3 separate regions of the Mus musculus genome follow, and all the other regions are linked to region 2. The links are chromatin contacts, called in public Micro-C and promoter capture Hi-C maps. All regions are on one chromosome and are shown on one strand. The core of a region is the stretch at or near the end of the contact, and the rest is flanking DNA. Distances in the headings are between cores, read along the strand shown. Region 1 holds the start of Rasa3 (RAS p21 protein activator 3). Region 2 holds the start of Lamp1 (lysosomal-associated membrane protein 1). Region 3 holds the start of Cdc16 (CDC16 cell division cycle 16).

Region 1 (3,439 bases), core at 773-3,272, 520 kb before region 2:
CTGCCTGCCCTTGGGATGCCCTTGAGCGGTCTAGCGTGCACCTGTGTGGAGCAGGCACCTCCCGGGTGTCCTCCTCAGAATTCAGCTTCATCTTCGGTAGCAGGCCGTCAGTGTGGAAGCTGCTCACTCTGACTGATTGCCTTTGGTTTTATTAATTAATCCAGGGGAAGCCTTCTCCTGGGAGTGTCTGTCTCTCTCCTGGCTCTCCTGTCCTGGTGGCCATGATGCTACCACATCCTCTTTGATGCTGATGGTTACCAGCTTTCCTGTCAGCTCCTGGTCCCCTTTCTGCCCCTGTCCTCGCTTTTGTCAGGGCCTAGCTCTGCGGCAGCTCAGGGTTAGCTCGTCTAGTCCTTCTACGGGCATCTGTCCCTGTGGGAAGTGCCAGTCTTGGTCAGGTGGTCTGGAGTGGGTAAGAAAGAAGGCTGCACAAGCCAACAGACAAGGCAATAAGTAGCGCTCTCCAGTGGCTTCTGCTTCTGTCAGTCCTTGCATCCAGGTTCCTGCCTTGACTTGATGATGAACTCTGAGGAAAATAAACCAATTCCTCCCCAAGTCCTTTTGTTGGAGAAGGGTCTACTACAGGGTTTCTCTGTGTACTTCTGGCTGTCTTCAAACTTACTCTGCAGATCTGGCTGGTCTTGAATCCAGAGATCTGCCAGTCTCTGTCTCCTGCACTGAGATCACCACCTCTCCCCTCCCCATCTTATTTATTTATTTATTTATTTATTTATTTATGGTTTCCAAGTTGTTTTTGGTCATGGTGCTTTATCACAGTACAGCAGCCCAGCTAAAGCAGTCTTTTGGTGATTTTGTGTCCTTCCCCACCACCACCCCCATCCCTGTCCAGTCATGTGCCTCCTACCCAAGTTCTCTACCACTAAGCTGAGTTCCTGAGCCGGAGATTCAGGGTTTTAGATGTGTTAACCCAGAGCGGCTCCCTCTCTTCCCAGTCAGAGCCTGTCTATGGCACAGCAGCTTCTGGAGGGTTCCAAATCAGCTTCTCTGGAGTTCCAGCACCTTCCTGGGTGTCCTGCCTATACACTGTATTTCTGCTCTTTGGCTGCTGGTGAGAGAGCTACCGTATAGCACCAAGGGATTTTTGTGTCACACCTTTCAGTTGGTGTATCAATGACCTAGCCTCCTGACTCCTCAAGCGATGCCACTTCCGTTTTCAGTCCTACCGAAAGGCAGGCCTCCTTCAAACCCACTGCAGAGGCTATCTCTACCGCCACTCCCCACCCACCAGGGCCTCTGGGAGACACTTCTGTGACTACTATAAGGAACGAGGGACTAGAGCTCTTGGCCCTCTAGGAAAGCTGGGAGTTATGCCAGCTGCAGGAAAAACTTAGTGGAGGGATCGGGGATAGGACCTCACAGTATCGTTGTAGAGATACAACAATTCTAAAGTTGCATACCAATCAAATTGCCAGTAAGCACCAGGTTTGAAGGTTCTGGAATGCTAAATTCAAGGGCCGCGTTGAGGCTGCCCAAGCACACCACAGGGTAAGCAGGGACTGCTTGCTGGGCACAGGGTCCACTTGCCCTCACTTTGACAGCATATCACCTTCTGATTTCTCCAGAGCGATCGGCAGGTGTCACTTTTCTCAGTCGCTGAAGCTGGGGCTAGAGGAAATCTTTTCCTTTCATACCTTTTGTTTGAATATAGCTTTTTAGATTTTAAGTGCGAGTCGGTCTTACGGGACCTGGCGGTCAAAACACAGATCAATACTCACGATCTCTCTTTGTCCCAGGTCCAGAGAGACCGGACCAGCGAGGGCTGTGAAGAGGGACCGCTTCAGGGGCACTCCAAGGCAAGTCCCTTCCGATCCCGCCTTAGAGTCCGCCTCCGCCTCCTTACAGACCCGACCAATGGAATGCAGTGTTTGACAGTAGGCGGAGTCGTACTACCCCACCCCATGCAGAGCCTTAGCCAATGAAGATCGGGGCTCTGGCGAAGGAAGGCGCCCGCAGCCCCGCCCCCGAGCTCTGCCAATGGAAGGGCGCGAGGCGGTGCACCCGGTCAGAGCGCGGACCGCAGCGCGCGGGGCTCTGGGGGCATCCGCAGCTCGGCTCCGTCTGCCGGCTTCTTCCCCTGTCTTGTCCCCCTTCTGCGGCCGCGCTGCCGGGCCCTCGCGCGTTGGCGAGGTCGACAAGCAGCATGGCGGTGGAGGAAGAGGGACTGCGGGTCTTCCAGAGCGTGAGGATCAAGATTGGTGAGGACCGCGGTGGCGTGGGCAACTCCCCAGACCCCTGTTCTTGGTATCCGGCCGGGCTGGACCGGCTCCTCGTGTTTCTCCGCCTAGACTGCCCGGTTCTCCGTGGCATTGCGGGGGAGGAGGGACCTGTATCAGGGGGCGTCTGTTTGTGGGAGTGAGCGCGCGTGGTTGCCTGCGTGTGTCCGTGTGCGCAGCACCGCTCCAGATCCCAGGCGCCTGACTTTACATGCACGAGCACGCGCGGATCCGTCTGGGTGCTCCCACTTCAGGGATCGGGTCTACTGATGTCAGTCTCCTGGTGTCCTCTCCACAGTTGTGCGCAGGAACTTATTTCCCAAGGAGGGGGCGCCCCTTCACCTTTTCGGCTGCTGCAGGCTTCGAGGCCGTGCACGCGCGCGACCGTGTGTGTGTGTGTGTGTGTGTGTGTGTGTGTGTGGTGTCTGCGCGCTGCAGGCCTGGTGATGGAGCCACCAGCACCTCCCCCTCCTTTCATTGAGAACTGGCCGTGGGAGCTGTGGCCGGCAGGCCTGGCATTCAGGCTGCTCTGGGCTGGTCGGGACTTCGGCAGCAACGCTAGGAACGGGGAGTGAAGTGGAACTGGAGAGACCTGGAGAGGACTTCCTGATTTTTTTTTTTTTAACCTGGAGATTTCGTTTTTCCCAGTTGTTTTTTATCTTGTGAGTGACGTGTGAGTCTACTTCCTTACAGTGGTTTTCTGAAGTGACCGTTACACATCAAGTCATTAACACACTGGGCAGGGGCCAATTTTCTTGGAAGGAATTCTGGGTCCTAGTGCACCGTCCCTGTAGTCTTTTCCCTCTGAACTGCGCCCCACATTACTGGCCTGTTCCCATGTGAAAAGGCCCCTAGTGGGTGGCAACAGTCACAGCCTGGTGTCAGTTGTTGATGACATTCGATGCTGTCTGAAGAATGCCAGCTACTCGCAATCAGCGTGTTGCTTCCTGTCCGCTTTATTTTGCTTTTGAATCATCGCCCGAGACAGTTTGATCTTTGGTTCAGAAGCGCTGCGGAGAGCATGTGGTGTTTGGGCTGGAGCAGAGGGCACGGGAGGGATTTCTCTTGCTCTTATGCCTGGAATTGCTGTCAGTTTCCATCTGAGGAAAGGGGCTGCTTTCTGTCCTCTGTGGGCAAAGACTACTTGTGTGAGGGTGGCCAGCTTCAGTTTCCTTCAGCCAGATCCTCTGACCAAGTGAGTCCAC
Region 2 (3,648 bases), core at 1,112-3,611:
TAAGGCTGGGGCAAGCTATGTAGAATGTTGTGGGAGAAAAGTGACAAGTGTTTCTTCTTCTAGAAAAATCCAGTTCAGGACTACTGCTGTAAACCTGGCACTTTATGAAAGCACCATGCAATCCCATATGTCAGGACTGGGGGCTCGAAAGAGAGCAGAGGAGACAGGCCACTCCAGGACAGGTGCCACAGTTTATGTGTCCACAAAAGGCCAGGTTGGGCTGCAGAGATGGCTTGGGAGTTAGGAGCACTGACTGCTCTTCCAGAATTTCTGAACTCAATCACCAGCAACTATATGGTGACTCACAACCATCTGTAATGGGATACAATGTCCAGAGGTCTGTCTGAAGACAGCTACAGTGTACTCATATACACTAAAACAAACAAACAAACAAACAAAAACAAAGCAAAACAAAAAAGGGCCAGGTCAAGATAACAATATCTAAGTTGGGTCTAACAGAATATGAACTCAAAATTACAAGACTACTGAACCGCTGGACCACCAATCTAGTGAAGAATTCAAGGTCCCACAATCCAGGATAACTTTAATTAGACTTCTCATACTTCTAGACTGACCAGGCTCATCCAGAAAGGGGAAGGTCATAGGGTTAGCCCTAACAACCGAACAGTTCCATTAAGCAATCCTACATACTAGTTTCAGTTCACACTAGTCTGTTGTCTATTAAGCACTTAAGCAGCTTGGAGGTGATAGCAATTAATGTAGGAACAATTAACAATCCCATCGTTACAGAGGTTTTTTTTTAAGATAAAATTATTTTTGAAGTCACACAACCAAGATCCTGTCTAAGTTGTTAAAGTCCCTTTGTGAAAGCTGGGACAATTTATGGCACAGGGGCACTCAATCAGGGTCACAGACTTTCCCTCTCCACTTAGATTTTGCTTTGAAACAGTGTCTCACTTTGTAGCCCAGGTTGGCCTCCGATTCACAGAAAGTCTCCCACATAAGCCTGCTAAGTGCTTAGATTACAAACTCAGGCTGACCCAACCTTAAAATTCCCCTGCCTCAGCCTCCACGGTCTAACAAGTGTGAGCCACCACTGATTAGTTTAGTTTATTCATTCATTCGTTTATTTATTTCATTTTTGCAACAGGGTCTCCGGTCCTGGCTGTCTTAGAACTCATTATATAGACCAGAATGGCTTGTTAAAGAGATCGTCCTGACACTAGCTCAGGATTAAAGGTATAAACCACTATGCAAGCCACAAGGTAGTTTGAAAAACATGAAGAGGCCTAACCTGGCTGTCCTTTGGATTTTATCCCAATCAGCATTTAGGAAGCAGAGACTACGAGAACCTGAACCTGTGAGTTTCAGGCCAGCGTGGTGGTGAGACACCCCTCCCCCCATTTTAAAAGTATAAAACAGTCTAAGGGTTTAAGTCGTTTTTGGCTGTGCTGGAGATTGAACTCCAGCTAGTTACCAAGCCATTCTGACACAACAGAACTTGTTTCGGCAACTCGTATATTAGCTACAACTCCTGAACCGTGAAGGGTCACAGGTCCCCTTAGCAAGGCTTCTGGGTTAAGACCGCCGAGTAAGCGCACCTCTCACGGACCAGAGAGTTCACACAAGTAGCAAAATAAAAGAAAGGGTAAACGAATTCCATAAAGTCACAGTCACAGAATTTGGGGGTGTGAGCCTCTGTGCCCAGGAGATTTGGCCAGCCACCTCTCTCCCGTCCTGAAGATGCTGGCACCGCAGCGAAACGCTCCGCGTTGCCGGGATACAGCGGCGAGGAAGGGCACCCGGCACCCCAGGCAGGGTCCGAGGCAGCACCCAGTCCTCTCACAAGGCAGCTCAGAGCCAGCAGCACTGCCTGGCAGGAACTCCAGCCCAGCTCCTTCCAGAGCGGCTCAGACTGGGCTCCCAACCCGCACCTACGTCCTTAGGCCCGCACGGGCTCCCAGGCGGCGAGCGCCACTGCGGAGCGGGCGGGCCGGCTCGAGGCCTTCTTGACGCCCGCGGCTCCGGGCGCCCCGTCCCCGCCCGGCCTGCCGCTCTGTTCCCGTCCGTCCCGAGACACCGACCCCGCCCGGCCCTCCTTCTCTCTCCCTCCCTCTCGGGCTCACCCAGCAGCAGCAGGAGCAGCGGCCGCCGGGCGCCGGGGGCCGCCATGGCGCGACGCAGCCGAGGCCGGAGGACGGCGGTTGCGCGGGCGGCGAGGCCGGCGGGAGGGCGCGTCCACCGACTCGAGAGGCCCCGCAGCTGCGGCGCCGGCACGGAGAGGACCCTGCGGCCGGCAGCGCCTGTCACGTGAGCAGTGCCGCGCCCGCCGGTCACGTGAGCCGAGGGTCTCGCGAGAGCCCGTGGACCGCCAGCTTACTCCTCACTTCTTCGGGAGGCTCCGTTCCGCACGTGATGTGGTCACGTGCCAGTCGGCATCACGTGGGCGCTGGACCACGTGATATCTTGCCCTCTCCCCACCCCCTTCCCCCCCCCCCCCCCACGGCCTTTCTCCCGAGTGTCCCGAAATGGAAAGTAGGTTGTGGCTTTGAGTAAGGGAAGGAGAAACGCTGTCGGAGAAAGTGAAGATGGAAACAGGAAGCCATGAAGGCTGGACTGAGCCCCGTAGGCCAGCTACATGCCACAGTTCAGGTCCAAGCCCCTGAAGGCCTGCAGCCCAGTGGTAGTCTTGGTTGAGAGCCATGTCTAGGTCAATACCAGTGTTTACATCCCAGGACAGTGTGCATATCCATTTCGAGGTGGGTATTCCCATCTAGACCCGTGCCCCAGGCCCAGGCTGACCTCCACTTTCAGGCTCACATACTAGTGTCTAGGGTCAGCCCCGAATGTGTCCCATTCGGTGATCCAGGCAGAGGACAGTCCTTTAGGATACGTAGATGGTGGGAGATGTGGAAAAGATACTTTTTAAGAGATAGGATTTCAGAATATATCTTTAGCCGGCCTCAAACTCAGAGATCAGCCCGCCTCTGCTTCCTGAGTGCTCAGATGATGTGTGTGGGCGCAGTGTTCTTGACCATTCCTGGCTGCTTAAGGGCATGTGGATGGTCATCTTACCTGAGATGACTATTTCCATGAAGAGTTCAATACTAAAGTATTTTCCTCTTTTGTGAATGTCACACTCAAAACTCGAGGATTGGTTTGATGTTTGGGGACATGGCGTCACCCTAAAGCCCAGGTTGACCTGGAACTCGCATGGACCAGGCTGGCCCCACACTCTGGGCAATCATCCTGTCAGGAGCGCAGAGATTACAGGTGTGTGCCACCATGGCATGAATAATCTGAGCTTTTATGTTATTATATTGTTTTGGAGACAGGGTCTCTCTATATAACCCTGGCAATCCTAGAACTCATTACTTAGACAGGTTGGCCTCAGACTCAAGAGATCAGCCTGCCTCTGCCTTCAGAGTGCTGGGACTAAAGGCCGGAGACCACCAGATCTACCTTGAAGTCCTCAAGTTTTAGCTTGAGGATTCCTCCTGTTAACAGATTTTTCATTCAAGCTGAGTTCTTCCTCCTCAGAATTGTAGACCCAGTAACAAAACTTAAAAGCTGTTTATGTAGTGGACTAGTTTATTCTGTGACCGGAGAATAAGAGTGGTTGGAGAGATGGCTCATTTGTGTAGGACCTTGGTTCCAGTCCCATCACTCACATGGTTCACAACTATC
Region 3 (3,674 bases), core at 387-2,886, 600 kb before region 2:
CCAACATGAGGCCCCAGTGGCGTTTCCGACATCTCCCACAGCTTCGGTACTTACTTTGTCCAGCTTGCGTGACCGGAGCGCATGGGCTGCTCGGTGGTACTGCGCTGTGAGGTAAAGGCACTGAGCCAACCAATAAACATCCTGGGGCTCCTCTGAGGGGCAAAATTACACAAGTGGTCAGAGGCTCATGGGGAGCTTTCTAGAGATTAATTAGGGGAAATAAATTGCATGTCACTCACCATGAGAGAGTGAAGCTACCTTGTCTGCCCAAAACAGAGCACTTTGATACTGTTGCTGCATACAAAAAGCAAACACAGGGTGACTGCTGTTGCCCCCACAGTCGACTAATATAAATCCACACACCAAATCCACCACTCACTACAACACGTTCTTAGATGTAGCACGGGGCCCACCAATCACCTGTATTTTACAGCTCAGCTAGTGTGAGTTTTAGGTCGTCATTACCGTAAGAACTTCATATATACAATTCAAGATAGCAGTTTAACTCATACACTACCAAAAATGTATCAGCTAGTATCTAAAACAGTGCATAAGCGATTGAAATGCAGTCATCTAGAACTTCTGATACTGACATTTATGTAATAACACTTCCCACAAGCTCAAATGAATCCTAAAGTAGCATCTAGCAGAGCACTAGATTCAAATATTTCACAATTAAACCCATAACCCTTAACAGTCACTGGTCATGGGCAATGTCGCCCCCTGTAGTCAACTCTAACAACACTTAATCTGACAGCGGAAAGACACTCAGGAATCTGTCCTGGTTAGTGCTGATCCCTAGCTCTTACTGCCTCTGCCTCAGTTCCTCAGGATATAGTCAGAACAGGGTAGCCCAATGAGTAGCCAGGAGAAAGTCTTATGGACCCGAGAATCTGCTCTGAACAGATGCCCCCAGAGTGAAAAAAGAGGCCCACATTGTCCTCTCTACATCTCAGTGCCAAAGAAAATAATCACAAACCGACTGCCCCTTAGCACGCAGCCTTCCAGCGAAGTGCAAACCTCTGGCTCATTCACTTAGCATCTCTTCCGTTTCCCATTTATCGGGAGAGCAAGCATTTTAGCAAAAAACCAAATGACATGACAATGACGTGGACCCCAGAGACACCCCTTCCCTCGAATAGTCCCGGCTTGTCCACTCGAGAGCAGCGCGGAGGCTGAAGATCCAGCACGGGGTATTGTTTCCAGTCCTAACTGGAGACAGCTAGCTTGTCTTCCCAAGTATTCTGTCCAATAAGAAACACAACTAAATCCTCCCAAATGTCCTACGGTCCGGCCAGATTCCAAGGTCCCAGTGCAGCCGTCCCAGCCCAGCCCAGCCCTGCTCCCGCAGTCCACGCAGGATCGGAGCCATCGGGGCCGCGCTCCCCGCCGGGCCCCACCGCCCCGAAGCCCAGCGTCCGGCCCCCCGCCGCGCACCTGGTCCAGGTACTGCCGGACGCGTTTGCGCAGCGGCTCCAGGTTCATGGCCGCGAGGCCAGGGCAGGCACCCGACGCCCTCTCGAGCCTCCGCGCGCCCCCGGGGTGTCGAGGGACCCAAGCCCGCCGACCACCGCCCGGACCAGACCCCGCGCGCCACACGGCACTTCCGCTCCGACAGGCCCTACCCCGGAAGTCCCGTGCAAAAGCGTTCCCCCCGTCGGGTGTGTGCCCACTCTAATGGTTCCGTGGCGATCTTGGGCGCCAGCTCCTAGTCCTAACCTGTTCGCCTTTGTCCGGGAGGGAAAAGGGATCTAGCGGGACTCCGTGCCTTCCGGGAGTGGAAGAGACGCTTCTATAGCTACCCTTCTCCCTACCGGATATTTTTAAGATCGAATTTTTCTCTCTACAGTCCTGGGTGGTCCAGAGCTGTCCCTGGGTACCAGACTGGCCTCTTACTTTCAGACTCCTACACACACACACACACACACACACACACACACACACACAAACACACCTCCTTGGGTGCTGGAAATAAAGAGGTCCATCACCACACAGGGTATTTTGTGTTCTTAAAATTCCATTCTGTGCACTGTGCAGCCTTTTGAAAGTATAGAGACTGGTACCACTCAAATGTTCTGCTCTCACCCCTGTGAGCAGTTGGCTGCATCCTTTTCTGTGAATGACACATATGTATGACAGGGTAATATTTTAAGGACACACACACTTTTCCTGTCTTCTCCATTTGTAGGTAGTGATCCAACCGTACTTATTGACTTGAAGCGGGTGTGTGGTAAGGCATAGTTGACCATATTTACGGCTGTTTTCATTCATTTTACGAATAGAATTGTTTTATAAAGGAAATTTGTGCTGTCACCACAGATGGTAAACATCAAAGACAGGAATTTAATCTTTAAGTCAGATGTTATTCAGAGAGCTAGTTATCTGAGAAAGAAGCGGATTAACATTCTAACACCCCGTCTTTTTATCTCATCTCCAGCCAAGAAAACCTTATAAAGAGCAAACAAAGGCAATTATTCCAAAGTTTAATACTGCCTCTGGTCAAGGGTCAGCCTTACTCCTGAGATTATACTGGTTTGTGTCTCCGTATGTCTCCTGCACTTCTTCCTGTTATTGCTCTGTGCAGCTGGGTTTGCACCGTCCCAGGCTGCCGAGACCTTCATTGTTCCTGGAGAGACACTTGGGACAAACAAACGATTAGCAGTGTGTATGTGTTGAGCTATTTGCAGAATGCATTGCAGGTTTCTTTACGACAGTACGAAGCACAAGTGTATGCTTGCAGAATATTAAGGAGCCCCATCTGCCTCTCCTGTCTGCAGTGAATTTTCCTGAATTGTCTTGAGTTTCCCATGATCTCTCTGTAAAGCCTACAACAACACTATGGAGTTCCTCTTTTCCTTTGTCTTCCCAGATGTAGCGACTACAACATATCCTACCTAGCATATCCTACCTAACATATCCTACCTAGCATATCCTCCTCTGCATCCTTTCTGTACTTTGTCTGTGTGTGTAATTACAAATATATCTCCTCTTCTACAAGCAAGCTGAGAGGTACAATATTTCATTCTGAGACGTGCTTGGCTCACGAGGATACTTTAAATGCTTTTCTTCATCGGAAGCCACCTTGTTCTTTGCGATGTTTTATAGAGTTCTCCAGTCTGTGGCGGTAGGTCCCATGTGACAGAGGAGAGCTATAAATGTGGCCCAAGGGAATAGTATAAACTTCCTTAAAACACTATGAGGTTCGTATGTGGTTTGTTTTGTGTGTAACTCAACTGTGCAGTTCTCTAGGATAAACTTTGTGGCCCAGTGTCAACAACACCTGAATGTTTCTTGTTGTATCCATCAGAGTAGGTTGAGCTATGATGCAATCCCTTTATCTCTTGCCTGAGGGGCTGTGATACTCAAGGACTGGACCACTGCGTGCTCTTAATTGCTCTGGCACAGCAATACTCTTAAGTTTATTTGGGAAGGAGTATCTGGATGTGATTGATTTTGAACCAGCAGAGTAAAGCAGAGGCCCTTCCCAGTATGGATGTGCCTCTACATCCAACCTGTTAAAGACTAACTGGGATAAACCTCAGTCTCTACCTGGCCATTGGGCACGGGATGTCAGTGTCTCCTTGCTGTGGCTCTAGCCTGTGCTCTGGCTGGAACTTATTATCGCTAGCTTTTGCACTAATCACTTTATCACCTGATAAGAAGCAATGTAAGGG

What was found. Promoter capture Hi-C pulls out the DNA fragments that hold promoters and counts their contacts. A called contact is a pair of places that touch in the nucleus more often than the background predicts.
Region 1: a contact with region 2 is called in a promoter capture Hi-C map of pre-B cells, with 3 times the contacts expected there. The contact joins the promoter of Rasa3 here to the promoter of Lamp1 in region 2. A contact is called at or near these places in 1 of 39 promoter capture datasets (pre-B cells) and 1 of 115 datasets of contacts at active chromatin or transcription factors (memory CD8 T cells).
Region 3: a Micro-C map of embryonic stem cells shows a contact between it and region 2, with 4 times the contacts expected there. The contact joins the promoter of Cdc16 here to the promoter of Lamp1 in region 2. A contact is called at or near these places in 2 of 39 promoter capture datasets (hippocampal neurons and pre-B cells), 3 of 484 Hi-C or Micro-C datasets (all in embryonic stem cells), 1 of 115 datasets of contacts at active chromatin or transcription factors (embryonic stem cells) and 1 of 9 other capture datasets (embryonic stem cells).

Annotation. Positions count from the first base shown.
Region 1 is chr8:13,676,170-13,679,608 of GRCm38.p6, reverse strand. Rasa3 (RAS p21 protein activator 3) reads left to right here and starts at 2,022. Exons shown (of 24, transcript NM_009025.2): 1 at 2,022-2,216. The coding sequence starts at 2,162.
Region 2 is chr8:13,157,874-13,161,521 of GRCm38.p6, reverse strand. It overlaps Lamp1 (lysosomal-associated membrane protein 1), which reads right to left and starts at 2,361. Exons shown (of 9, transcript NM_010684.3): 1 at 2,088-2,361. The coding sequence starts at 2,133.
Region 3 is chr8:13,755,618-13,759,291 of GRCm38.p6, reverse strand. It overlaps Cdc16 (CDC16 cell division cycle 16), which reads right to left and starts at 1,636. Exons shown (of 18, transcript NM_027276.3): 1 at 1,438-1,636; 2 at 240-294; 3 at 55-152. The coding sequence starts at 1,485. All of the region lies in intron 1 of Gm46032 (a long non-coding RNA gene), which reads left to right.